Linked DNA regions of Mus musculus: region 1 is linked to region 2. Evidence: chromatin contacts called from public Micro-C data. All regions are on one chromosome and are shown on one strand. The core of a region is the stretch at or near the end of the contact, and the rest is flanking DNA. Distances in the headings are between cores, read along the strand shown.

Region 1 (2,700 bases), core at 55-2,554, 120 kb before region 2:
GAGATATGCAAATGTGGGTGTGAGATAGTCGACTGGGTCTTTTCTTGGAGAGAAGGCTAGTTGGACCCAGGCTGCCTCCATGTCTCTGCGTACTCAGTGCTTTCTTTACTGTCAGCATGGAGGGTGTGTTATATTCTTACAAGTTATGTTGTTCCACCACCGAGGGGCAAATTGCAGATCGTATTGTACATCCTGCTGAAGCTCCCCTTCCAACTGTTGCCACTCAAAGTTCAGTCAGAGAGCAGGGTTGGGTTTAAGTTGTGCCTCTAGAACTTCAGTATGCATAAGGCTTTGCAGCAGTGGGGAGGGAGGTCCATGGTCTTCTGACTCCACAAGGCAGGGGTCAGGCACAGCGTTCTGCATTCCGGTCAAGTTTCTCAGAAACACTTGTGGTCCATGCAAGCATCATGCCTTTAGGAGACAGACTGAATCTGCTGAGAACCTGGAAGAAGATACGTTGAAGGTGTGTCTAGATCTGCGTGTGGGGACGCTAATCATACGCCCATCCCTCGCACAGGTGGGACCTGGGAGGACCAGGTAGACCTAGAATGGTTTGACACAGAGGTCTTCTTTGGGATACTGCATCGGCAGTCTCTGACAGTGACGGCCAGTCTCAGCCAAATCAACAAGGAGGTAACTGGAAGGCCCAAAAGGTGCTTCTGTTCATGGCCAGCAGAGACAAGCAGGGCTGGAAGTGGATGCAATGGGGGAGGGGGGATGAATGGGACGTGGGATGGAGCCTAAAGAACTCCGGGGCAAAGGAAAGATAGAAAATTTCAGATTAATTAGGACTGATATTAAGAAACGTATAGACTAATTGACAAGGAAGGGAGGGAGGGAGGGAGGGAGGGAGGGAGGGAGGGAGGGAGGGAGGGAGGGAGGGAGGCAGGCAGGCAGGCAGGCAGGCAGGCAGGCAGGCAGGCAGGCAGGCAGGCAAAGCCAAATAGGCCTTAGATTCCTATCCCTGGTCTTCAGTGACAGACATTGGAAATAAGTCAATACATTAGAAGTCTAAGTATCCAAACTGGCCAGGAGCTGGAGATATATCTCAGTGACAGCATCCGCCTGGCGTGTTGTATGCATGAGGTTTGATCCCCAGCATTGACTTGAGGGGAGAACTTTATTCTTGCCAGTTTTATCCATTTCTTCCAAGTGTCCTCAGAAGCCGGTTCTCTGCCATCTCTCCAGATATTGGCAGTAGAGGGCGCTCTAAGCTTACAGTAAAAAGCTGGTGGCTCTTGGGTGGTAGTCAAGACTGACTAATTCCTCTCTCTCAGCTCAAAGTCCTCTACCGCAAACTTCTGAATGAAGCTGGTTCTCTCCGGCAGCTGTGGGGTGCTCAGCGTGGCACCTCAGCTTCCACTAACCAGATTCTAATCCAGAGAAAGCAACAAGAGGTTGGACTTTGAATTTGCACCTTCCCACCCAGCCTCTGTGCCCTCTCACAGTCCCCAAGCCCTGTCCCCTCCCCACCCCGTCCCTCCTCCCTGCCCCCGCCCCCCGTCCCCACCCCACCAGCCCTGGTGCTTGGAGCCCTACAGGTAAAAGGGGCAATGTGTCTTTGACCCAGGCCGCTAAGGCAGTTGCCATGGCTGCAGAGGAAGAGTCTAGGCAGAGGCGAAGCCTGGTGGGCGAGTATGCAGCAAGCCTTGCTCACCAACTGGAGCTCCTTCACCAAGACCTCTGTGCCAGGCAGGACCAGTGGGCCTCTTTCTACTCAGCGTTGATGGAAGCTCGGTGGCTGCTGAAGGCATCTGCAAGCTCTAGCCCAGAGACGTCCCCACAGCCTGGGCAAAGCCCTGGAGAGTATGTACCTGGTTAGCCTGAATCAGAGGGTGGAATGCAAACCAGGGAAAGAGAGTATGGATGGCTTCACAGAGTTCCAGCAGTAGCGACGTTAAGTGTCCTTTTTCCATCTCTCATTGTCTCTGCACTCTGACCGGCATGCCATATGTGTCTCTGCAGGGTGGATTCTCGGCTGGACACTCTGCTGGGCCGCTTGTCCCAGGCCATGCTGCAAGAAGGTCACCGCTTGAAGGCTTGGGGTTTCCTGGACACTGGAACAGGGGCGGAGCTGCTACAGGCAGGTAAGCACTGATGGCCTCATCAAGGACCTATGGGAACTTAGTCCGTATGTTGAAACTAAATCCCTGCATTCAGGACGTTAGGCACCTCAAAGACCTAAGTCCTTCCCCTAAAACACCTGCAGAGGCAGAAGTGGAAGGGGAAGGACGCGAGGAACCCTGGGAACAGGAGGGAGTTCCTGTTCAATGGCCCCACACAAAAGATGAGGGGAGCTCAGAAACAGGGAGGATGAGGAAGGAAGGCATCACAAATGACAGATTTGCAAACCATATGACACTTCTTGAAAATAAAAGCCTAGCAGATAAATGTGAACAGTCAGGTTTGGAAAATGCTGGGTTTGCCTTGAAAAGATATCCGTTAAAGGCAGAGCAAGTTCTAGAAGTTCTCAGCCCCACCTCAGTACCCACAAAACTTTCCCCCAAAGGACCTTTACCTAGCCTGTAATCTGAGGATACTGGACATTGCAATGGTGATGCTCTGTGCTCAACTCAAAAAAAAAAAAAATTAAAAAGTCTCTATCCTGGGGAGCACTACCCTGGGGAGCACCATTCTTGGGAGCATCATCCTTGGGAGGTTGGGATAAAGTTCCTGCTAACTTCTTCCTGTCTCCAGCCA
Region 2 (2,700 bases), core at 104-2,603:
ATTAGTAGGACTTAGTGATCCGCTAAATATCTGAAAATGAAAAGTAACAATCAAAATCAAATGGCATTGAAAACAGCCAAAGGAGAAATATGGTAATCAGTGTGTACCTCCAGGAAACAAAGCCTTCAAGTTTAGCCTGTCCCCCGAGTAATTCAATCCATATTGCAGAGATGTAGACAAGAGACTGGAAATCGTAGACCCAGGTCTCTGACCATGCTGCAGAGATGCAGACAAGAGGCTGGAAGACAGATTGCTGATCATACACCTTACTCCAATTCTGATGCCAGAACTGTGAAGCATATTATATAGGCATTCTGGTCTACAGGATATTCATTTTATTACAGATTAACAAGTTGCTATTTTGGTTTGTGTATAATCTTGAAACTTGGTGTCCCAGAGTACAATCCACTGAATGATCAAGTCTCTGCATTAGCAAAGAAACTAGATGTAGGCTTGTCCTGTTACCTCCCTTCCCCCACGCCTCTCCCTCAACCCAGGACTCTGCTTCCTTGATGCACTCTATTTTAAGCATACACTCTTCCTCCTTCCACTTTGCCTGGATACTCTGTATTGTCCTTAACAAGACAGCTTTAAGTTTGCCTCGTAAGGTCTTCTAGAGATCCAGTATTGCCTGTCTTAATTAATTCAGGAACATGAAGTAAAAAAAAAAGTTTGTTCAGAGGTGCTAGCACTTAGCTTTATGCCTAGACTACAGCTTTCTTTATTGAGCTGAAAGTAACTAAGTTCAGAGTATATTTCTGATTCAATTTTATACCTTTCTAGAATGTCTAGAATACTTTGTGTGCTGTATATTAATAAGTACTTGTTAAGTATATAAATGACGAGGTGCAATGTGTGTAGTTGACTGCATTGCAGTTGAAAGCAGTCTCTTTCTATAGTTAATAGGAACGTATAATACATAATAATGATAACAAAGCCGAGAAAACTCTAAAGGAATTGCCCAGGAAGCAGATTTTGTTTCCCAAAAGGGTTTATAAAGTAAGTTAATATATGATTAAGAAAGAGAGGGAGGAGGGAGGGAGGGACAGAGGGAGGGAGAGAGAGCTGTAGGACCTTGTTGTGAATTGCATCTGCCAATATTGATGCTGTAGAAGCCAATCCTGAAGTTATACACCAACATCTGCTTCTCAAGAACTGATTAAAATAAGTATTTTTCAGTTGCTATGGCTTTTGAGTCTATTTTTTACATACTCTCCAAATGCAGCAAATAATATAGAAACTCTAGTTCCTTTCATTGCCATTTGACATGGAGGATTCTAATCTCACTAGTGAGGTCAAAAAAACTCCAGCTTCATGACCACAAAAGATAACCTTCCTTGATCTTCAGCAGCAGATAGCAGAACTTTGTCATTTGTACTGGCTGCTTGGGCTTTAAAACTGAGAACAGCCTCGGAGTAGCCTTTAAAGTGTGGAGACTGCCACACTAGACTAAGTCCTTCCTCTTTGTAGGAGAGCTCTGTAGGAAACATCTCTTAGACACTTTGTAAAGGCCCCATTGCTGTTTTAGTTTTTATTAAGGGAATTTAAGAACATACATGAAACTAGGCCTGAGCAAATGGACCCAGAGCGCCTTTCACCCAGCTTCCATAATTACCCAGAGTGAAACGAGAAACAAACACAAAGTCTTCAATAATTTTTACGTTTACTATTTTCCCAAAGGACAGCATACAGAACAACTAAACTCTCCAAGGAAGAAAGCAGCATTGTAGGGAAAAACTCGAGATATTACCAAGAACAGCCAGCTAGTTCCTTGGCTTGTTATCATATCTGTGAGGTCATCACCTAGTTATCAGTATCATAAAAGTCAGAAATGGGGGCCAGGAGATGGCGCAGTGGGGAAAGGTGCTTGCTGCCAAAGCTGATGACCTTTGATGGATCTCCATGACCCACGTGGTAGAAGGAGAGAAACAATTCACAAATAAAGAATGATGCAAGTTAAAACGTTTTTTAAACCAGGAATAAAATTGCTTGCATTAGGTTGTGAGCAGCGCACGTGAAAGGTACGACTTCATCTCTCAGGCAGTGGCAAGCATGGTGGTTCTGCCTTTCTGTTTAATAGTGCAGGTGTTCGCTGGGCCGAGTGACAGTCCCCTTTAATCTCAGAATTTGGGAGACAGAGGCAGAGGATCACAGGAGGATCACTGGGAGCTTGAGCCTACTCTGTTCTACATCGTGAGTTCCAGGCCAGCTAGGGCTAAATAGTGAGACCCACTATTTTAAAAGGGCAGGGGAAGTTATCCAAAAGTATTAGAGTCTTGTCTGAAAGATTTAGGAGTCAATTTAGATAAGCCTTCATTGCCTAAAGATAGTTAAAGATGAACAGAAGTAATGGCAGCAACTCTGAGTTTGTTTTGAATTCAGCTAAGCTCTTTGTTACATATATTACAAAATAAAAGATATTGAATCTGGTGCTGGATGTGATTAAGTCTAGATCCAATTGGATACCTTCCTGATTTTCTGGTATTGCAAGATTTTCTAAGCTTACTTAATATGGTATATTTCCTATTTCCAACACGAAATCAATAATTTCCCTAAGAAGCCCTGTGTTTCTCCATGAAATAGACTGATTTGAATGTTTTATTTTTTTAGATTTTTTTTTAAAGATTTGTGTCTGTGTGTATGTATGCCATGTATGCAGGTGCCCGCAGAATAACCAGAGGGGGATGTCAGATTCTCCAA

What was found. A called contact is a pair of places that touch in the nucleus more often than the background predicts.
Region 1: a Micro-C map of the G1E-ER4 cell line shows a contact between it and region 2. The contact joins two enhancer-like sites. A contact is called at or near these places in 1 of 39 promoter capture datasets (embryonic stem cells), 2 of 15 datasets of contacts at CTCF or cohesin (pro-B cells and stem cell-derived epiblast-like cells), 63 of 484 Hi-C or Micro-C datasets (the AML12 cell line, the Ba/F3 cell line, the C10 cell line and 32 more) and 2 of 115 datasets of contacts at active chromatin or transcription factors (astrocytes and embryonic stem cells).

Annotation. Positions count from the first base shown.
Region 1 is chr9:51,151,100-51,153,799 of GRCm38.p6, reverse strand. It overlaps Gm32742, which reads left to right. Exons shown (of 31, transcript XM_017313740.1): 12 at 518-633; 13 at 1,278-1,397; 14 at 1,571-1,806; 15 at 1,966-2,087. Among named protein-coding and RNA genes, the nearest start is that of Gm32742, 16 kb to the left of the region's middle. Within about 2 kb of position 1,304, at least 20 of the 459 cell types and tissues checked have an H3K27ac peak or open chromatin away from gene starts, as enhancers often do. A contact at or near this core is called in the G1E-ER4 cell line, where this site is marked.
Region 2 is chr9:51,033,949-51,036,648 of GRCm38.p6, reverse strand. No RefSeq gene overlaps it. Among named protein-coding and RNA genes, the nearest start is that of Gm32681, 11 kb to the left of the region's middle. Within about 2 kb of position 1,353, at least 6 of the 459 cell types and tissues checked have an H3K27ac peak or open chromatin away from gene starts, as enhancers often do. A contact at or near this core is called in the G1E-ER4 cell line, where this site is marked.